Linked DNA regions of Callithrix jacchus: region 1 is linked to region 2. Evidence: chromatin contacts called from public Hi-C data. All regions are on one chromosome and are shown on one strand. Each heading gives the region's core, a stretch centred on a gene start, on an enhancer-like site or on the middle of the called end of the contact. The rest is flanking DNA. Distances are from core to core; before and after follow the strand shown.

What was found. A called contact is a pair of places that touch in the nucleus more often than the background predicts.
Region 1: a Hi-C map of induced pluripotent stem cells shows a contact between it and region 2, with 2.7 times the contacts expected there. The contact joins two enhancer-like sites. A contact is called at or near these places in 2 of 3 Hi-C or Micro-C datasets (induced pluripotent stem cells and skeletal muscle).

What each region holds. Positions count from the first base shown.
Region 1 is chr7:80,991,281-80,996,194 of calJac240_pri, forward strand. The region is part of intron 6 of ERI3 (ERI1 exoribonuclease family member 3); the gene reads right to left. Among named protein-coding and RNA genes, the nearest start is that of ERI3, 63 kb to the right of the region's middle. Within about 2 kb of position 2,976, at least 4 of the 16 cell types and tissues checked have an H3K27ac peak or open chromatin away from gene starts, as enhancers often do.
Region 2 is chr7:80,918,526-80,922,990 of calJac240_pri, forward strand. DMAP1 (DNA methyltransferase 1 associated protein 1) reads left to right here. Exons shown (of 11, transcript XM_009001066.5): 5 at 653-811; 6 at 929-1,096; 7 at 1,403-1,588; 8 at 1,742-1,813; 9 at 2,119-2,191; 10 at 2,332-2,624; 11 at 2,841-2,960. The coding sequence ends at 2,900. It overlaps ERI3 (ERI1 exoribonuclease family member 3), which reads right to left. Exons shown (of 10, transcript XR_013519991.1): 10 at 3,373-3,901. Among named protein-coding and RNA genes, the nearest start is that of DMAP1, 8.3 kb to the left of the region's middle. Within about 2 kb of position 2,931, at least 5 of the 16 cell types and tissues checked have an H3K27ac peak or open chromatin away from gene starts, as enhancers often do.

The sequences.
Region 1 (4,914 bases), core at 1,726-4,225, 73 kb after region 2:
TGGGCCAGTAGAAGCCAACCAACAAGCCAGTTGGAAGATCCTGCCACAGGGACACCTGTGAGGGTGGGTGGGCTTGCTTCCATGCAGAGTTGCTACACTTGCTCATTCCAATATGCTCTCAAAGAATGCTGTCACTAGCGGCCCTGTATCTCATAACTGCCACAATTTCCTATGCTTCCTCCAAGTCTTGAGCCTCAGGAAAGGGCCCATTCCCACTGGATCCCATTCTGGGAGTCCTATCTAGTCAGAGCCTTCACAGGCGGCACGATGTGAGTCTGCATCCAGCACGTTCAGGCTACTCCAGCTGAGGCAGCACTTAGCTGGGGACACAGCTCTTTGTCTCTCCTGTTTCCATTCCCCCACCCAGAGGAGATAAACAGACCCTGGGTGATAAACGGCCCGCCTTTCACGATCACTTTTCCTCAAGTTGAGGAGAGTAGCTAGTGATGGATGGGCTGGAATTTGGTTATCAGGAAGGGCTGTCAGCCAGAGGTGCCTATCTCCTCCCCCACTACGCAGGGCATCATTACACTGTGGCATCGAGGTAAAATATGACCAAGGGGAGGGAAGGAAGAAAGAGGGGAAGGCTGAGCTTACACACGGAGCAAATTGAGCAACAATGAGAGCAGGCACAAGGCTGGGACGTTAGTTATCTGCCCGTGACACCTTTTATCTCTGCACAAATTGGTCCTTCCTCCCCAACTGCATCCTCTTATACAAACAGAGGCAGACACAATGTGTCACCACTGCAATAGCATAGCAATTTAACCCGAATTAGTGAGGGGGTCAAGCTAGGAAATAGGGGTTTCTCATTTCAACAGGTTCCTTAGTCTCAGCTCTGAACTACCACATTGAGGGGAGGAGGGTAGAGAGAAGGCAGACTCATAATTGAATTCACTCACTTGGCCACTGCTGATGTATAAAAAATTAATGCTTGAGCCTCCTACTTATCAAAGCTGGTTAGTATCTATCTCACCTGCGAGATGCACCATGTCAGAAGACACAGCATGGGCCCGCCCCAGGCAGGCCTAGCACTCAGTACCTATAGCTGGGGTAGGAATCAGAAAGAACAGGAAGAGAAAAGCACTGCCCACAGACATCAGCCCCAAGCCAGAAACCCCTGCTAGAAGCCTATAGGACAGAGTGCTGGAGAGAGCTGGGGATACTATAGGAGCAGATCACATCAAAGGTGGTTCTTGACAGTTCAAGAATACACTTCAGCCAATACAGAAAAAAGGCATCCTGGCTCCACCTCTAACAGAAGATGTCCAGGTTGTTTCACGCATGTCCAGGTTGTTTCACGCATAACCTCTCAGACAAACAGTCCCCCATTGCTGAGCCTGAAACTGAGGATGCCAATGGTAGCACTGACGGCACTGGCAAGGCAAAAGAACAGGGAGGAGAGGAGCTGGGCCTTTTCCTCATTGACCTCCCCTACTGCAGGACCCGGAGTCATGAATGGAGGAGGCACCCTGGGACTCATTCTTCGCATCAAAGCCCCCTGATGGTGGGGCCCTGTCCAGTATCACAGCTCCACTACACTAAGGTAACTTGGTCAAGTGACCATGTGTCCTGGGGTAAGTGACTTCACCTCCATGCCCTGCTCTGTGAGGGTTAAAGGAGCCAACCAAGGGAAACATGCTTTACAAATAAGGCCTCATGGAAAGGATTCTGGCTATAAGGAGATCAACTGAAACCAAACCTGCAATGGCCTTTGGAGATGCTTCCAGGCCAACTGCATTGAAAAAGGCAGTGCCTTGGTCAGGAAAGGGGATACTGGAGAAGGCTTGCTGGGGATGACAGAAAAATGGAAAGTTCCAGAACCACTTCATAGCTGTAAAATGAATTCCAAGAAGCTTGGGCTGAGGGGAGGAGTTATGAATAGAGAAAGCACCTTGGGACTCATTCTCCAAATCCAAAGAATCAGCACACAAATACCAAGGAACGAAAGCTAAGACCCCAGGCTAGACACAAAATGAGAGAGCTTTCTGCCACTACCAACCACTTTATATTTAGGAGTATTACTGAGACCCAGGACCTTCAGACAGAGGCTAATGGAACAGGATTTCTATCATCAGAAAGCTTCCAGGCCCATCCAGAAGATAATCATAGCAGACACAGAATGGTCACTCTAGGAGCGACTACTGAGAAAGGACCATGTCACTTCTGCTGGTAGGAGGGCAATTTCGAGGGCACTCAGAGACTCAGCTGCAATTTTCCGGGCTCAAGCAAGTGTGCGAACGTGCGCACATGCGGTCCCTCCATTCTTCTCTGCCTGCCCACAGCCCCGGGGGAAATGCACTGCTGACTTATCAGCTCACTTTGTCCCCACACTTGCCCCATCCTCTGGGATGGCTGCAGGTTACAATTCCAACCACAGGCTTCAGAAAGATGATACACTTGATGGAGCCTGCAAAGGGTCAGGCGAGAGTACTGTTTGAAATACCAGCATGACAGCTGGCTCCTTGTCTGTCTCTTCCTCCTCAACGCCCTCCCCAAACTTGTCATGGTACAAGAAGTCTATAAGCATCCCATCAGCTTTAAATATCAGTGTGCATGAAGCAGGAGCACGAGAGCGAGGGAGCGGGAAGCAGACAGCGAGCGCCTCTGTCGCCACTGCCTGTCAGGGAACACTAATGAATTTCACCACCAGCAGCCATGCTTCAGATGAGGGTGAGCTGGGGGCTGGGGGGTTTTCTAGGGAGAACTCCGGCAGTATTAAAACACATTTTCCCAAAGCCCTGTTAATAAATGTCATTGCGGAGCTGAGAACTATGGTCTACCACCAGGACTTCAAGGGCAGAAAAGGGGTGGGGCAAGCCCTGCTGTCCTCTCAGAAAGGGAGGGGAGTGCAAGCATGAGACTGGAGGGAGCCAGCTGAGCCCCATGTGGTGCTGGATGACCTTGGCAAGCCTCCGGCTTCGTCTTGCCACCATTACCCTTACTCATCTCATCAAGGCCTTGGGATGCCTTGTTGAGAGGCCTAGGATAAGAAGGAAAGGCCTGAGGCAGGGAGAGATGACCAGCGGTGCCTGCCAGACCAGACTTACCGCCTCACCTCAACCAACTTCACCTCACTCACCTCACAGTGAGGCCCCACGGCAAGGGGTTACAGGCCACACTTCCAGACCCAGGCGAGGTGGGGTGGGAAACTCTGGCAGCAGTCCTAACAGGAAGCTACATTTTCCCCACAGATGTCAGGAGCCAGAGCTGCTTATTATTTTACAGATAAAGGAATGAAGGTTGAGAATGGGAAGTTTTGCAAGACCCTGCAACTAGAAAGCAGTAAAGCCAGGAATTGAAACCAGGTCTCTTCATTCTAAAGGCCTTGTTCTTTCCACAATGTCACACAGCTTCTTTGAGGAAGGGCTGATCACCTCACTGTCTCCTGTGTGTCCTCTACTGCCAGGCTCTGTCCTTCCCCTCCATTTCCCCCACTGGTACACACACACCTCTGGCCTGGCATGGGCCACAGCTGCCATGTAGCACTGGGCTGGGCTCCAGGCCAGGGTGAACCCAGCCAGGCAGAGAAAGCCCTGGGAATGAGCCAGGCCATCACCTGGGGGTCTCCACAGCTCACAGGACAGGCTGCAGGCATAAGCCCTCCCTCGGGTGCCCTCTGCACAGCTCTAAGCAGCAGTGTCTGATCTGGCAGCAACCTGCTGTGCAGGGGGCAAATGACATTTAATTTCCTCTTGGTTTCCCTATAGTACAGACGAAAGGCCGTCACCTGCGTCTGGGTCTGGCAGCACAGCTGGAAGTGTTCCCAGACATGCTACTCTGGAGAGGTCCCAACAGAAACCAGAACACAGGCAGTACAGAGGGATGCCCCTGTGGGGCAGGCTGCTGGTGTTCCCAAGGAAAACCAACTTCAAATCCCTAGTGCCCAAGTTGCTCAAAGCCTCCAAAAGACACTCTGTATGCACATAGCACCTCCCTGCTCCATGCCTACTATCTCTCATTAGCCCACCTGCCAACTATCTCTCATTTCTCCTCTATGGAGCCCACATGAAGCATACAAGTGCCACACACGCCCTGTAGAACCACATGACAAGCACCTCCCCAGTGCCACAAATAGTCCTTAAAACTCTCTAACTTGTATCTCCCCAGCCCCTCTCTAGGGAAGCAATAAAGACAAGTGCCTCTCCACTGTCCTTCCCATGGCAACTCATCAGTGAAAGGCACAGTGCCCCACCTGTTGTCACTGTAGGAAGAGCTGGAGCTGCCACCAGGGCCCAGCCAGAGCTCTCTTTCCCAGATGGAATGGCAGAAGCCCCAGTAGGGAGTGGGTATAGAGAGGAGGCTGAGCAAGTGATGGGAGGTTTCCAGGGCACCTTGGTCAGTGCCTCAGCTACTGAGCTATTCTCTTTTTTGGCCAGGGAAACCAGGAGCTCCTTGGTGGGCTGAGCTGTCTCCAAGATACCTTGCTCATACTACTACCATCTTCCCCTGTAGCCATCTTGACCCTATGCCTGAGCTGCTGTTGTGTGGCCTATGATGCCCTCTGGAGGTTCTGCAGAGACGCATCCTCCTGGTGTTCAGGATCTGGGATGCAGTCTGACCTCTGCTTTCATATGGGTGCTCAAGACACAGCTGTGCCCTTAACCCTCTAGCTGGTCTCCTCTGCCCTGATTCCAGCTCTTCTGACTCCTTCAAGAGGTGTAAGCACTTGTCCTATACAGAGTCAGACTTCTGCATGGGCATTAGAATAGGCTAGTGATTTTTAAAGTGTGCTCCATGGAGTCCTAGGCTTTTAAGGAGGAACATTAGGCTACTTAATGGACCGGGGGAAGAGAAGGAAGAATGGGAGAGGAAGACTGTGCAGGGCTTCTCCCCAGCTCCAACCAGATTAATGCTGGGCTTTAAAATTCTGTTCAAAAGAAAAGAGAGTTTAGAGTTATAAAAAAATATATA
Region 2 (4,465 bases), core at 1,681-4,180:
TGAGAAGAGAGAGTTCCCTGAGTTAGTTTAGCATTGACTCCATCCTTGGGTCTCTGACAGACCCAGCTGGTGGTAGTGCTGTTTGTCTCTGGGGGAGGACTGTAAGACTGGTAGTGTGGGAGAAGGGAGGAAGGGGCATTGGCAGGGCTGCATATGTTGGGAGTAGGATTCAGGCCCACTTCCATATTCTGTAGACCTGACCTTGGCAAACTCTGGGGAGCGACAAGTCCCACTGTTCCCACTGGGTGGCAGTAGTGCTTCAGACAAGAGTTGTAGGGACTAGGGGTGCTGGGCCTTTCTCCAGGTATTTAGCCATCTGTCTTGCTTCAGAGTTGATCTTTTGACTCCACAGAAACACTTACATGTGGGCCCCTCACCTTACCATGGGGGCAGGAGTGTCTGTCCCATTACTGAGGCTCTAGAGCTGAAGACATAGTGAAGTTGCTCCTGGAATAAATCAGAGGCAGGCTGCAGTCCCAAACCCTGCCATGGCCTCTAATCAAGCAGACAGGTTCTTTTCTCACTCCGTGCTGAAGGGGCACACGCCCAGGGGCTGGCAACAAACAGGAGAAGCTGTGGTCACAGGGGGCTGGAGCCTGTTGGACATGACATGATGTGGGCATGCCCCTACTGTGTCCCTCTGTGCCAGTAGACTGTGCAGGTACCTGTGTACTCAGAGCAGGAGTACCAGCTTTATCTCCATGATGATGCTTGGACTAAGGCAGAAACTGACCACCTCTTTGACCTCAGCCGCCGCTTTGACCTGCGTTTTGTTGTTATCCATGACCGGTATGACCACCAGCAGTTCAAGGTGAGCCACTGTGCATTTGCATGTGTGCCCAGCTCCTGGGTCTAGCAGGCCCTACTTTTATGCATCCCTTCCACATGCCCCTGAATGTTTATTCCTCCACCCTGTCTTGCTCCTCAGAAGCGTTCTGTGGAAGACTTGAAGGAACGGTACTACCACATCTGTGCTAAGCTTGCCAATGTGCGGGCTGTGCCAGGCACAGACCTTAAGATACCAGTATTTGATGCTGGGCATGAACGACGACGGAAGGAACAGCTCGAGCGGCTATACAACCGGACCCCAGAGCAGGTTAGCCCAAGGCCACATACCTGTGCTTCATGCCCCAAACTCCTTGCCCATTCCCTCTATCCTCCGCAGCTCTCACCTCCCACTCGCAGGTCCCTGTGCCTCCCACCGATACCCTATTATCTGCCCCGAGCCCATTCCTACCTCTCACTGAGGTACCTCATCCCCCCTGATTTCATAGCCCTTCACCTCCCTCATGATCCCTTACTTCTCAGATTCCCTCACAGACAGCCCAGCACCCCATCACCTCCGTGTCTACCCTCTCTCCTGGAAGTGCCCTCACACACTTTGCATCCCTCACTTTCCCAGGTGGCAGAGGAGGAGTACCTGCTGCAGGAGCTGCGCAAGATCGAGGCCCGGAAGAAGGAGCGGGAGAAACGCAGCCAGGACCTGCAGAAGCTGATCACAGCGGCAGATACCACTGCAGAGCAGCGGCGCACGGAACGCAAGGCCCCTAAGAAGAAGCTACCGCAGAAAAAGGAGGCTGAGAAGCCGGTGCGCAGGCTCAGCCAGCCCAGCTCAGGGTGGAAGGGTCACCTGGCACAAGGCCCCACACCCGACTGGAGGGTTCTGAGAGCACTCAGTGCTGATGGGGTGGTGGGCCCTCTCCCTACGACACCTTGGTCTCCATAATGCCTTCTCCCCCAGGCTGTTCCTGAGACTGCAGGCATCAAGTTTCCAGACTTCAAGTCTGCAGGTGTCACGCTGCGGAGCCAGCGGGTACGTGAGTTCTCTCATTTAGCATGTTTGGGCCTGGGTTCTCTGCTCTCAGCTCCACAGGGCAGGCAAGTGGAGCTAGAGCCATAAGAGATTGCTACAGAGGTGGCCTCTCCAGAATCTAAGGGATGTGGCCAGACTAAGGTCACAGTTTCACTATATTCATCTTCCTGGCTATTTCCTTTTCTGGCTCATAGTTAACCTCTGTGTTACCGTCTTTTCCACCCCTCTTTCCCACTGCCTTTTGTCCCCTTCATCCTAAGCGTCTTATGGCTGGGAGAGGCTTAGCTTGCCTGGTTTCATTGCAGATGAAGCTGCCAAGCTCTGTGGGACAGAAGAAAATCAAGGCCCTGGAACAGATGCTGCTGGAGCTTGGTGTGGGTGAGTATGGGGACTGGGCCCTATAGGGTGTACCCACCCGAGGCTATGGATACAGGCTGGGCAGGGGGAGGACAGTTCCTGTTGCTGACCCTCTACCACACCTGGGCTCTGCCCCTGTGCTGCCCACTGCCTGCCTGCAGAGCTGAGCCCGACACCTACGGAGGAGCTGGTGCACATGTTCAACGAGCTGCGAAGTGACCTGGTGCTGCTCTACGAGCTCAAGCAGGCCTGTGCCAACTGCGAGTATGAGCTGCAGATGCTGCGGCACCGTCACGAGGCACTGGCCCGGGCTGGTGTGCTGGGGGGCCCTGCCACACCAGCATCAGGCCCAGGCCCGGCCTCTGCTGAGCCAGCAGTGACTGAACCCGGACTTGGCCCTGACCCCAAGGACACCATCATCGATGTGGTGGGCGCACCCCTCACGCCCAATTCGGTAAGAGCCTGGACAGGCTGGGAGGCATGCACATGATGTAGGGGCTCCTCTCCCTTTAGTGCCGCAGCAGGTATCATCCCTTCTGTGCGGGTCTGAGACCCAGGGTAGGAGTGGTTGACCAGTGGGCGTCCTTGTCACTGAGCGTGTGAAACACATGCACCAAGCCTGACTCAGTCCTTGGATGTTCACTGACCTCAACGCCTTCTGTGTCCTCAGAGAAAGCGACGGGAGTCAGCCTCCAGCTCATCTTCTGTGAAGAAAGCCAAGAAGCCGTGAGAGGCCCCACGGGGTGTGGGCGACACTGTTACGTAAATAGAGTTGCTGAGTTGGACCAGACTGCTTCCTTTTCCTTTCTACCACTTCTGATGCTCCTAGTGGGAGGGTTGGGCCAGGAGGGGATTGTCACAGCCACTCCATGGGGTGGCAGGTAGGTTTGCCTGTGTTGAGGTCCTTAGCCCTCTGGCCACTAACCACAACCAGTTTTACCCAAACTCCTGTACCTCAGAGCACCTGTGGTTTACACTCAAGATGACTTTGCATGCAGCCTGTGCTGACAGTCCCCACACTTCCAAAGATGTGTACATATTGAGTGAGAGTGTTACAGGTGCTGCAGTGATGGCCAGTCACACATGGACGGCCTTGTGCACAGAGGCAGTCTGGAGCGTGCTCTACCTACCTTCACGTCCTGAGAGCTTTAGTGCAGCAGCAGCCTCTCACACACACATGGTTTTGCACACACCCCCAGTGCCTCGTTTCCCCGACTTTATTCAGTGGCACGTTCACAGCGGGGATGGGGGTAGACACAAGGTGGGGCCTGATCTGTCCTGGAGCCCTGGGGGCACCACACACCATGCACTATGGATGGGAGGGGGCACAGGGGGGCTTGGTGGCCCCACAGAAGCCTGTGTACCAGGGAGGAGGCGGTGAGTGCCTGGGTCCCCCTAGCCCAGGCCCACAATGGGAGGGGCTGATACTGGGCTGAGATCGAGGGGTGGGGATGGGGGTCACAAAGTGTCTGCTCCAGAAGGGCCAAGTGGCCAAGCCCTTGCCAAGGGCACAAGCCCACAGGGCAGCTGGGGGACACTCTGGATGCAGAGCTATGCCACTCTCCCTCTTCCCCTCTGGTGAGGGAGTGGATGATTCTGGGCTGGGCCAAACAGCTACCCTGTCCTGCCCCATCCTGTCCTTGGCCGATCAGAACGGTTTCGATGTCTGCTTGAAGATGAAGCCTCGGTAGGCGAGTGTCTTCATGATGTTGGCAATGTTCTTGCAGTCGTCTAAAAAGGAGAGAAAACATTTAGATCAGCCCCAGATCCTTCCCCTTCATGCCCACAGGTGCTCTTATAAGGGTGGGGGTGGGAAGCAGGGTCAGATTAAGGAGCCACAGGCTCTAGAGAGGGTGGTCCCATCCCCTGGTGGCAGCATCCCTAGCTTCGGGTTGCGCTGGGTGATGCTGGGCCATCAGGAAGCCTGGTCTCGATGCTTCTCAGTTTCATAATTCATGCTGGAAATTGGCCGGCATGTCCCGCCCTGGCCCCAGTGGTGATGTATGGGCGCCGTCGCAGTAAGAAAAAGGCAGAGTAAATGTGTAATTTCTCCCTTGACGGCCCCCGGCCGCCGGGCGATCCTTCTTGTTGCCGCCGCGTGGGGACGGCCCATCCGCCACACTCCGTCTTCCCGCCACCCGCCTTGATGTCTCCATTTCATTACTGCGCGGCCATTCATCACACCCACGGCCAGGGTGACTTTGCCGGTACTTTCGTGTGTGTGGGAGATGTGACCCAGGCCGTAATCACTGGTGACAAGGCACAAGGCTCGGCACTGCTGGGCCAGGGCCCTGG